4 separate regions of the Mus musculus genome follow, and all the other regions are linked to region 1. Evidence: chromatin contacts called from public HiChIP or PLAC-seq and promoter capture Hi-C data. All regions are on one chromosome and are shown on one strand. The core of a region is the stretch at or near the end of the contact, and the rest is flanking DNA. Distances in the headings are between cores, read along the strand shown.

Region 1 (2,700 bases), core at 59-2,558:
TCATAAAGCTCAGAGAAAGCCCTCAGCGGAGCAGAAGTCCCCTTCAGGCAGACCTTGCTCTTTGATCTTTCTTCACCCATAAATAGTATAAAACTCCCAGAGCTGTGTCGTTAGTCACAAAAAAAAAAAAAAAATCTCAAATATGCACTCAGTAAATGCTATGTTGTGTGGTTTCATTTTTGGTAACTGGCTTCACCAAGACGGGGACTTTGTCAGCCCAGCATCTCCCACAGGGCAGGCACTGTTTTATAGACTACATGAATGAATGAATGAATGAATGAATGAATGACAAACACATATCTGTGTGCCTTGCTTTGTCTGGCCTGTAGAGATATTTGTGTTAGTTGTAACTAGTATAAAAATGAATTTCATTTAGTTTTGTACAGGTTTGGGGTATACGGTTTCACAACACCCTGGAAGGTCAAAGGATTTGTTTGGGTGGGAGGGGTACGTCCTTGTATGATGTGGGTCCCTCATCGAACTCATGTCGTCAGACTTAGAGGCAGGCGCTCTTACCCACTAAGCCATCTCGCAAACACCAGGATTTTATTTTCAATATTTATTTTTATTACTGTGTGTCAAGGCACACGTGTGGAGGTCGGAGACAACTTTGTGGAGCCGGTTCTACTCTTCCATCTCTGCACGGGTTTCGGGGATTGCAAGCGTCTTTACCAAACGAGCCATCTAATGTATTTTAAAATGGTAAAACACACCACAACTCGTGCGCGCGCGCGCGCGCTGTAAACAGAGGCTATAGAGGACGCAGCGAGAGGCTAGCCTACACCTTCTCCTTTGCTCTGCACACCTTGGGCTGGCTCCTTTCTGGGACCCAATCCTGTACCTATAGTGCACACCCCTGCGCTGACGGACAGCCATCCCGCTCAGCGTCTGAACGCCAGCTTGTGGCTGCGCCCTCAAGGATGCCGTGCAGAGGAGGAACGCCCTGCGTAGTTAAAGGAGCCAGAGCAGCAAGCTCTAACGGCAGGGGCTCCGCCCCCGGGGAGGAGATGAGGGCGGGGCAACGCTGGAAGGGGCGGGCTCTCTTGGCCACACCCCTTGCGTCATGGCGCTAGAGGGGAAGCTAGGGGAGGGGGAGTGGCGGAGGCCGTGCGTGTGGGCAGGGCCTATCTGGGTCCCGCCCCCAACCCTCTGGGCAAGCCTGGAGTGTCGCGGCTCTAGCGATAGACGTTGGGGGCGTGGTCAAGCACTAGGCGACAGGGGCGTGATCACGAGTGGCTCCGCCCCTTGCGTCACGACACGCGGCCCCGCCCCTCGCGGCGCCTCCCTGGCGGCCGGCAGGGAGCCGGAGTCTGCGCGGGCGCCGATTTGGGCACGGTAGGTGGCAGCGGCCTCGGCCAGTACCAGGTCAGGGCTGCGTGGCGCGGTCCGGACGGTGGGCGGCGCGGACAGGCCTGGTCGCCGCGGGAGGACGCGCGTGGCCTGGAGCCCCACCCGCGCGGCGCCGCGGGGAAGTTAACTTGCGGAGGTCGCGGCCCACGGTGGTTCTTAAGAACGCGTAGACCTCTCTTGCTCTGCCCTGTTTTGCTTGCTTCCTGCTTCACACGTGGGAAACTGAGGCCTGGGGTCACGTGCCCGGGCGCTGGGACTCACAGCTAGGACGGGGCAGAAACTCTCCCGCGGGGTTTTGTGCGCGCGAGCGAGCGTGTGACCCTCCCCCCTCCCCCCAGAGGTGGCTGCCCCTGTACCCACTGCTCCCGGTGTTCATACTGTTCCTTGCCCTCCCCAACCCCTTGTTTCTTTCATTCTAGCAGGGATGCCCGATGGTTAGTTAGGCCCAGCTTCTGCATTGGGGCAGATCGGGCTGGGAGGCTCCGGCTTAGTATTGGGGACATGCCCTTTCTCCAGCCTCTGTTTCCGGACATACAGAACTGGGTTTGTTTCGTTACCCTGAAGAAGCTGTTAAGTTATTTGTGAACCGCTGTACCCGCCTTGCCTCGCCTTGGGCTCATTCCATTTACCATATCTTGTTTTAAAAACCGTATCTAAGGATTTTTTTTTTTGTAACACTTTTTCTGAAGGTCTGATCCACTAACCATATAAATCTTCTTTTGGAAGTAAACTTTAGGTGGTTGGTGGGTTTTAGGATGCTCACATTACGCACTGATCCTCGTCTACTTTTAGAACATTTGTACATCCCCCAAAGCAGCAGTCCCTAACCCTCAACTCCCAAACCTCTTTCCCCAGACCCCGGCTCACCTTCATCTACACTACTATCTGTCTATGGATTTCTCTGCTCTGGGTGGTTCTGTGTATGGTTCCTCATGTGCATAGTATTTCCTAGTGTGGATATTGTGTGTGTGTGTGTGTGTGTGTGTGTGTAGTCCATTGGTTTGTAGATGGACAGTGGGTTGATGTTCCTTTATGGCTGTGATTAGTATTGTTGCTGGGAATACACACACTGTATTTCTCTTTTCAGTTTTGCCTAAATTTCAGGATCCCTTTAAAGTTTAACCTATTGAGGAGCTGCCAAACTCCCAAAGTGCCTTACCACTTTACTGCCTCTGGAATGTGATGGTTATGATGATATTTGTGACCAAGTCTTATCTACCTCAAGCTGACCTTGAACCCCAGACTCTCCGGTTTCAGCCCCGGAGTGCTGGAATTAGAGGCTTGTGCCACTTGCCTGGCTTGAGGTTTCCCATAAATTCTGAATATGTTTCGTTTCTTCTGAAACATCAG
Region 2 (2,889 bases), core at 73-2,572, 1.4 Mb before region 1:
TTTTGAGACCTAGTCTCATGTAGCCCAGAGTCTCATCAAACGTACAGGCTCAGCTGTACCCTCTGAGTGCTGGACTCACAGGCATAACACCAACACACCTGGCTTGTTTTGTATTTATTTTCTCCGTTAAATAAATAATTTATTTGCGATGAGATGTTCCCTATTTGTGTGGTTGGCCTCCAAGTGGGGTATCATCTCCTACGGTTGTCTAGCATGCTTTTAATCCTGGCATTGGTGAGGCAGAGGGGGTTGGTGGAATTCCAGGCAGGCCAGGCGAGACTTCAAGGTGAGGCTAAATTAAAAAACAAACAAACAAACAAACAAAAACCTCTCCCAGTTCCTGTAAGTTTGGCCAATGGATTTTCCAGAAGTCTCAGCCCTCAAACCTCCCTATACCGTAAACTTGTCCGTTTCTGTTTGTTGATGTTTAAAAACAAGGTCCTTGTAGCTACTGCTAGTCTTGAATTCCTGAACCTGTGTTTTCCACTTTACAAGTGCTTAGATCACAGACAGGCATCTGCAACTTCACTCCTGTTTGACCCCCGCCTCCACCCTTATCTTCTCTCCAGTCTGTAACTTTATTTCCTCTCCGTCTCAGGAAAACTCCTAAAATCTCACTAGGTACTACTTATACCTATGGCCTACACTTATCCATCTTTGTAGTTGTTTTGAATCAGTCTCGGCAAATTGCCTAAGATGGCTTTGAACTGTGGTCCTCAGCCTCAGACCCCCCCAAGCTGGCTGGAAATTACAGCCCCGCAGACGCGGCCCCAAGCCTAGATCGCTCGGGTTACGAAGCCCGAGCTGCTTTCCCGTCACGACGCGCCGCCCGTACCAGTTCATGAGGCTGAAGTAGTCACGAGTGGGGTCAGGAGGCTGCAGAGCGCGGCAGTGTGAGCAGAAGAACTCATCCCCACACCCGACTTCCCTTGCGTGACCGCAGTTCCAGCACTGCGGTGCAATGCTCTTCCCCGCGGCGGCATTGCTGCCCAAAAGTCTCCTTCCCAGGAACCCTGCCAGCCGCACCTCCCACACACCCAGCAGGGCACGGGCTCCGCATCCCCACATTGGGACGGCCGCTCGCTGACCTAGGTAGCAAGACCCGAGGGAAAGGAGGAAAGACCGTCTCGCTGCTGATTGGTTAAGGGAGTCGAGGAGGCGGGATTAGCCGCGGGAAACCAAGACGTCGAGTCCCGTTCTGCATGTTAAACTACAACTCCCAGCAAGCCTTGAGACTAATCGCGGCAGTCATCTTCGGGCTTTCTTACTGGTCCTGCCGGGGAGGAAGGCTTTTTGATTGGTTGAGGGTGGAGTTTGTATCCGTAGGTTTAGCGCCACTCCACTGGCGGAGGCTGTGCAGTGTTTGCGGCTCCTGGTGGTCTCACGCGGTGAGTCATAAGTGGGAAACTTTAAGTGTTTGAGGAGTCGAATACCGTTCTCATGCTTCTTGTGCAAATGGGCCCTCTGCAGCTTCCGCTTTGTCTGCTTTCTTGTGCGAGCGAGGGGGCGCTGTGCATAGTCAATTCTTCCTTTTTATCTGCCCTTGGGGCGCGCGGGGGGGAAGCGGGGGGGAAGTTCACTTTCCTTGTTCCTTGTGAGCTGAAACAGGTCTGGGCACATAGGAAGGCACAACGCCGGGCTGTTCGTTGCCAGAGCGAAGTAGTTTTCATAACGAACATTATAAATGTTCATGCCAGCCCCTAGATGGCTTTCCCCAAATACCTACTGAGAACCCGATCTTCGCTGCTAGGCTCTGCAGGAACTGAAGAGGGTACGTCTGCATACTCAGCATACGTGAGGGGTAGGATGGCAAGGAATGGATAGGAGACAACCAAGCCATTCTCAGCTTCTGTACATGAAGGAAGATGGTGTAATGCTTTGTAAGTGGCCTCTGGAATTCTATTCATAATCCTGGGATTTTGCTATGGTCACTTTTTTTTCTCCCCACTCATGAATGGGCCTGTCTTTCATTTTGAGGTGGTCATAATGTGCCCGTTCCTTTAAATTTCTTTATGTATTTTTTTTAATCACGTGTCTAAGTCTGTGCAGTGCGCACGGGGGCCAATAGAGGGCATTGTATCACCAAGAGCTGGAATTACAGGTGTTTGTGATCTTTTGGATGTGGGTGCTGGGAACTGTACTCTTGACTCCTTAACTGTCTTCATTTTGTATGTTTGACAATACTGGGAGTGGGATCCAGTACTTTGCTTCTGTTGGAGAAGTGATGAACCATCTACCATTGAGTTATAGCAGCCACATGACTAATTTTGGGTAGAGATTTACTTTACTTTTAATTATGTTATCTGTGTGGGAAAGTGCAAGTGTGAGCTCTGGTGATTGCAGAGGCCAAGATCCACTACAGAGCCACTGACTTTGGAGTTATAGGAAACCTCGAGCTGCCAGATTTGGTGCTGAGAACGTAGGGAAACTTGGGTTCTGCAAGAATAGTATGTGCACTTTCCTGCCGAGTCCTCTCCTGCTCCCTCCCCTTCTCCACTCTCGAATCCAGAGCCTTGTTCCTTATTGTTGGACTCTTGTTTTCGAGGTCGGATATGAAGAGTCATCATCAGTCCCACAGCAGCACCTCCTCGAAGGCTCATGACAGTGCTTCCTGTTCACAGTCCCAGGGTGGCTTCAGCCAGCCCCAAGGCACTCCTTCTCAGTTGCACGAGCTCTCACAGTATCAGGGTTCGTCCAGCTCCTCTACCGGCACAGTGCCGTCCTCCAGCCAGTCCTCGCACTCCAGTTCTGGGACTCTGAGCTCGCTGGAGACAGTGTCTACCCAGGAACTCTGTTCTATTCCTGAGGACCAAGAACCTGAAGAACCTGGTCCTGCCCCTTGGGCTCGGCTATGGGCTCTTCAGGATGGATTCTCCAATCTAGGTAAGG
Region 3 (2,700 bases), core at 173-2,672, 1.5 Mb after region 1:
CCGTGTCCACGCAGGCATACAAGCACAAGTTTAAAATAAGAAGAAAAAAAAGAGAGAGTAAAAGCTTAAAAAGATAAACACTCTCAGGTGCGGTGGCACCTTGTGCAGGAGCCCCCTCAACGAGCCTCAGTTTCCCGGGGAAACCGGATTAAACACTATTCAATGGAATACTTTAGGGACGCCCTGGGCGCGCACTGAGCCGGGGACGCGGGGACTCACGGTGGCTCACGGCGTCCCGGCGACCTCAGCGGTCTCCATAACCACGGAGGACCGAGGGGGCGGGCCGGGCCTGGGGACCCGAAGGGAGGAAGGGAGCCCGCCGCCGCCACCCAGGCCGGCCAACCTGCTCCTCCAGCCGCTCGATCTCCAGCTGGTTCTTCTCCTCCTCCTCGTCGTACTCCCACTCGTCCTCCCCGGCGGAGCTCTCGGCGGAGGAAGCCATGGCGTCCTCCTCATCCCCATCGCTCCCGCTCGCGCCTTCCCGCTGCAGGTCCCATCCGGGGCCCTTGGCCTCCGCCGCCTCCGCGGCCACAGCGCCGGACAGCACCTTCCGCTGCACACCGGCCGGCTTCGCCTCATCCTCTTCTCCCTCGGCCTCAGGCCCGGCCTGGGGCTCAACCTCCGGCTCGGACGCCGAAGATGCGGCCGTCGTCGCCATCTTGCGCAGCCCGCGACTCTCGGGTCTTCCCTCGCCCGCCGAAGCCCGGCGAGCATCGGGCTGTCCGCGGCGTCTGCCTGATCAAAACTCCGCTCGGCCACCAGCGGGAGCGTCGCGGACGGCCTCAGGGAGCAGGAAGCTGTGGAGAATCCACCGCTGATGCTATCCTTTAGCGCCTCCAGACGCCACCGTCAGAAGAAAAGGCTCACGAGCATAACCTGCGTCCGGCTACAACCGTGGACAGCTGTCGGGTCTTTGGGCCGGAAGTGGCAGCCACAGCTGAAGTGGTGCGTGCGTGATGTCCGTAGTTAAGGTCGAGGCGCCATCTTAGGAAGGTCAAAGTCGTCGCTTTGGACTAAAGACCTTCTGTAAGGCTCGGCCGGCTCCGGTGCGTGGTTGTTTCCCGGCAACCGACCCTCAAGTGCGGACAAGATTGCAGTTCCTCCGCGATCGGATGCACCATCTCATGGGAAAAGTCTCATCTCTCGAATAAAGCTCCCTCCCCTTTGTAACACCTAGTACCTCGTAGTTGTGTTAAACGAGTCGCTTTTGTGGATTTTTATAGTCAATGATAATACATTACAATAAGTATTGATTCGGAATGATGTGCATGGCGGTAAAACAAACGTAGGTGTCGAGGGATGGGGTTCGTTTCTCTTATACCCCTCGTTCTCGAGGTCGGAAAAGCGTTGCTGTTTCCCTCTGCACTGCCTTTCCCCTTCATCAACAAGGTTAACGAGCCAGAAATCGCGTCCGTTTTGCTCCCAGGATTTTTTTTTTTTTTTTTTTTTTAGTGACACCTAGAGTACACTTAATATGCATTTGCTCCATGGGTGAAACGGCTACCTCGGAATTAGTAAAAAAAAAAAAAAAAAAAAAAAAGGAAGAAAGAGAGAGAGAAAGAAAGAAAAGGAACTCCACAGCCTGAACAAAAGTCTACCAGGGACGTATGCATGATCGAATCATAAACACGCCTGAAACCGAGCATCCCCACGCCCATCGCAGCACCAGACAACCTTGCACGCCGCTTCGGACCTTCCCGCTCTGCGCCTGGCCACGCCCCTTCCGAGGGCGCGGTCAGAGGGGGCGTAGCCGGGCCGAGACGCCAGCGCAAGCGCCGAGCTGCGGTGACGTCGAACGGGCGCGCCATCCCTCCGGCGTCGCCGAGGTCGACGCAGCTCAAGCCGGCAGGATGGCGGCGGCCACGGGAGCTGGCCGTCTGAGGCGGGCGGCGTCGGCGCTGCTGCTGCGGAGCCCGCGCCTGCCCGCCCGGGAGCTGTCGGCTCCGGCCAGGCTCTACCACAAGAAGGTATGGGCGGGCGAGGGGGTGCGCGAACCATCGAGGGGACCTGCCGCCGTTGCGCAGATCACCAGCACCGAGGAGCCCCGCGGCCGCCTCTGCCCCGCCGCGGCCGTCACTCCGAGTGTCCCAAGGCTGACAGCCCAGAAGGGAGGGTCCGGGTATGTCGTGCCGGGGGTCAAGGGGCAGCACGCACACACACACACACACACACACACACACACACGCATGCTTGAGCACACTCGACAGCACCAGCGTCCTCCCCAGCTAAGCCATTGCCCTGGCCAGATGGCCTTGATCAAGTCACTGGTCCCCTCCCATCCTTTCTCTCAGACCTGACAGGAGTCTTCTGAAGTCCCCGTACGTGGAGCGCTCGGTCCAACCAAGGGAAACCACTGATGGCGATTTATTTACTCTTTTAGGAGCCGATGGCCTCGAGCTCAGCCAAGCACCTAGCCCAACATTAAAACTTCGGTTCTCAGTTGTGTGTTTATTGGTAGGGAGCAGAAAGTATAGAAGAAGAGTAGTTTGCGGGCCCCCACGCTTTTAGGGACGTTAAAATCCTCTTGACAGGAGACTCACTCCGAAAAACAAGGCTACCGCAGATGTACAAGACACTCCCTCCCCCCCCCCCCAAAGTCCTTGATTAGATGATGCGTTATGGGGGCTCAGGGCTTAGACTCAATCTGCAGATGAGGGTGCCTCCTGGTAACTAGCGGGAGAAAGCTCGGTTATTAAATCT
Region 4 (2,700 bases), core at 57-2,556, 1.4 Mb after region 1:
ACATAAAGAGTTGCAAGCAGAAGTCAGGAAGATCCATAGGGCTCACTGCCCAGCCAGCTAAGCCTAGTCAGTGAGCTCAGGGTCCCAGCGAGAGACCCTGCCCCATCACATAAAGAGTTGCAAGCAGAAGCATCTCAAGCAGAGGCAGGCAGCCCTAGTGTTAAGAAGGCTTCAAGGCTATTGCACCCCTATGCCATGCCATGTACAGCGTCAGCAGGAAGAAATTGCCATGACCAGACAGCTCACATATCTTTAAAAAAGGGTAGTGAAGAACTGGAGCGATGGCTCGGTGGTTAAGAGTACCAGCTGTTCTTCCAGAAGACCCAGGTTCAATTCCCAGCATTGACATGGTTTCATCAGCATCTGTATGTAACACCAGCTGTAGGGGAAGTTGATCCTCTTTTGTCCGGGACTCACGTGCACTCACATGCACAGACCCACATAGATATTGGCATGCATATATATAATTAAAAATAAAATAATTTTAAAACATGGTTTCTCCATGTAGCCCTGGCTGTCCTGGAACTCACTCTGTAGACCAGGCTGGCCTTGAACTCACAGAGATCCTCCTGCCTCTGCCTCTCTCTGGGTCTATGAGAGACCTTGACAAGGCTTATGATAATCAGAGAGTGACAGAAGAAGACACCCCACGTTCTCCCTCTGCCTGCACATCTGGACATCACACAGAGCATCACACACACACAGTGATATGGGGTCACCTATGGGAATATATCCACGGGACTAATACACAAAGCAAAACTATCCCACAAAGTGTTCATGGCAGCGCTGGTCACTCAGAATACTAAAAAACAAAAAGAGAAGTGGACCTCACAGTAGTTACATGCCCCCAAGGCCAGCCTTTGTCAGCAGCCACTGAACTGTCCTCTCGGGAGCCGGAGAGCCTGACGGGGGTGGTCTGTGGCACGGCACAAGTGGGCTTTGCTCTGAGTCGAGGAAGGATTCATCCTCACGGATGGCCTGCGGTGGCCACGCTGGTTTTCACAAACACCAGCGTCGCTCTTCAGCTCTGATTCTATGCTAGAAACTTTTCCTTTGACACACACCCAAAGAGGAGCTCCAGTCCCTGCCTGCGCGTCCCTTCCCGCCCTCTGCAGGACTCAGAACCAAGTGCTGTACCTTCTCTCCAATATCCCCCTCCGGCTCCTGCGACTTCAGGGTTTGAGAACTCGCGCTCTGGCCTCTTTCTCAGTTGTTCTGGTAGTGGCTGTTTGCTTGGAAGCATTTCTTCCATTCACAGAAGATTTCGTCTGAGCCCCGCGGAGCACAACATCCTAAGAGCCTCCCTCTGTCCTGTGTTCTGTGTGGGGACAGGGACAGAACTCAGCCTGAGAAACAGCTGGAGCGGGGAGGGGCGGGAGGAGCAGGAAACAGCCTGGGGAGGGCGGGGGCGCCAGCTGTGTGGAGTGGGCCCCCCGCCACTCCCCCAGAGGAGGCTTCGCCTGCCAGCCAGGCTGGGCTCCTGGGTGGTAACGGCCCACTAGGAATGACCCGCCCCTTGTCTGGGCGCACAACTGGAGCCGCAAATGGAGCCTTGAAACCAGGCTGCTGGGGAAGTTACTCCTGACCGACCTGAAGACCCACCCGCAGCTGGTTATCTTTGCCCGCAGTAGGGACGGTAGCAAGCCCTATGGCCTCTTGCCTGCTGTTCCCTACTTCTGAGTGCTATTCTTGCCCCTAGTGTGGCCAGATGGCTTCCAGCTCCTTCTCCGTGATGAAGAAACCTCCCCTGACAGACTACTCTGGGTTTCCACATCACAGCAAGCACTGACAGAGGTATCACGCTGTCCTGCCTGCTGCCTGTCTTCCCCAGTCTGTCCCCACCACCTGATATAGTGCCTAGTTTATTGGCACCGACAGCAACAGAATTGTTGAAGTAGCCAAGAACAAGGCAGGGTACTGGGCACTCAGTACACAACCTTCACAGTGCTAGGAACTTGATACTACATCCTCCCTACGGCAGTGGTGGTTGTGGACAGGTATTTTTATTACCCTTGTTTATTGGTAAGGAAATTGGGGCACAGAAAGGTTAAGTTTCTTACCCTATGCTACCCAGCTAGGAGATGGCAGAGCTGGAGCCCAACCAGGCTAGATCCCAGTCCTCAACCTCCAGAAGGAAGACATAACAGTCCTTGGCCTGTGTGATCCATAGCAAGTGCTTTGGTTGAGAGTGTCATGCATCACCATGCCTGCTGCAACGGGGCTGGAAGAGTAGATCACGCATGGCGGATGGAGATGCTGAGGCCGTGGACCAGAATCTGTGCCCAGGCAGCCGGCTCGGGCTCACAGCTAAGACCAAGCTGAGGTCTGTCATGGTTGGAAGCCCTGCTGCCTAAAGCTACTTACAGGTGAGGAGAGGGGAGAGAAAGAAGAAGGAAAGGAAGCAGGGGAAAGGTAATGGAGAAGGGTGAGGAGAGAGAAGAAGGGGGGAAGTAAGGGGGAGGAGAGAGAAGAGGGAGAGGAGGGGAAGGAAAAGGAGGAGAGAGAAGAGGAGGGAGGGGAGGGGAAGAAAGGGGGAGAAGGAGAGGAGAGGAGAGGAGAGGAGAGGAGAGGAGAGGAGAGGAGAGGAGAGGAGAGGAGAGGAGAGGAGAGGAGAGGAGAGGAGAGGAGAGGAGGGGAGAGGAGAGGAGGGAATACAGAGGAGGAGGAGAGAAGAGGGAGGGGAACAAAGGGAGGGGAGGA

The links. HiChIP or PLAC-seq counts read pairs in DNA pulled down with a chosen protein or histone mark. Capture Hi-C pulls out chosen DNA fragments and counts their contacts.
Region 2: a contact with region 1 is called in a promoter capture Hi-C map of liver, with 4 times the contacts expected there. The contact joins the promoter of Chek2 here to the promoter of Tpst2 in region 1. A contact is called at or near these places in 1 of 39 promoter capture datasets (liver), 1 of 484 Hi-C or Micro-C datasets (B cells), 1 of 115 datasets of contacts at active chromatin or transcription factors (astrocytes) and 2 of 9 other capture datasets (adipose tissue and liver).
Region 3: an H3K27ac HiChIP or PLAC-seq map of bone marrow-derived dendritic cells shows a contact between it and region 1, with 4 times the contacts expected there. The contact joins the promoter of Sart3 here to the promoter of Tpst2 in region 1. A contact is called at or near these places in 1 of 39 promoter capture datasets (the C10 cell line), 1 of 15 datasets of contacts at CTCF or cohesin (large pre-B cells), 1 of 484 Hi-C or Micro-C datasets (B cells) and 5 of 115 datasets of contacts at active chromatin or transcription factors (the 230-238 cell line, the SCID.adh cell line, bone marrow-derived dendritic cells and 2 more).
Region 4: a contact with region 1 is called in an H3K27ac HiChIP or PLAC-seq map of microglia, with 6 times the contacts expected there. The contact joins the promoter of Cmklr1 here to the promoter of Tpst2 in region 1. A contact is called at or near these places in 1 of 39 promoter capture datasets (embryonic stem cells) and 2 of 115 datasets of contacts at active chromatin or transcription factors (T-cell acute lymphoblastic leukemia and microglia).

Annotation. Positions count from the first base shown.
Region 1 is chr5:112,275,437-112,278,136 of GRCm38.p6, forward strand. It overlaps Tpst2 (protein-tyrosine sulfotransferase 2), which reads left to right and starts at 1,309. Exons shown (of 7, transcript NM_009419.5): 1 at 1,309-1,335.
Region 2 is chr5:110,838,661-110,841,549 of GRCm38.p6, forward strand. Chek2 (checkpoint kinase 2) reads left to right here and starts at 1,323. Exons shown (of 15, transcript NM_016681.4): 1 at 1,323-1,388; 2 at 2,546-2,883. The coding sequence starts at 2,553. It overlaps Hscb (HscB iron-sulfur cluster co-chaperone), which reads right to left and starts at 1,117. Exons shown (of 6, transcript NM_153571.2): 1 at 836-1,117. The coding sequence starts at 1,068.
Region 3 is chr5:113,770,978-113,773,677 of GRCm38.p6, forward strand. Sart3 (squamous cell carcinoma antigen recognized by T cells 3) reads right to left here and starts at 1,423. Exons shown (of 19, transcript NM_016926.2): 1 at 344-1,423. The coding sequence starts at 658. Iscu (iron-sulfur cluster assembly enzyme) reads left to right here and starts at 1,824. Exons shown (of 5, transcript NM_025526.5): 1 at 1,824-1,967. The coding sequence starts at 1,851.
Region 4 is chr5:113,649,084-113,651,783 of GRCm38.p6, forward strand. Cmklr1 (chemokine-like receptor 1) reads right to left here and starts at 1,307. Exons shown (of 3, transcript NM_008153.3): 1 at 1,138-1,307. Gm52823 (a long non-coding RNA gene) reads left to right here and starts at 1,661. Exons shown (of 3, transcript XR_003955975.1): 1 at 1,661-1,794; 2 at 2,075-2,366.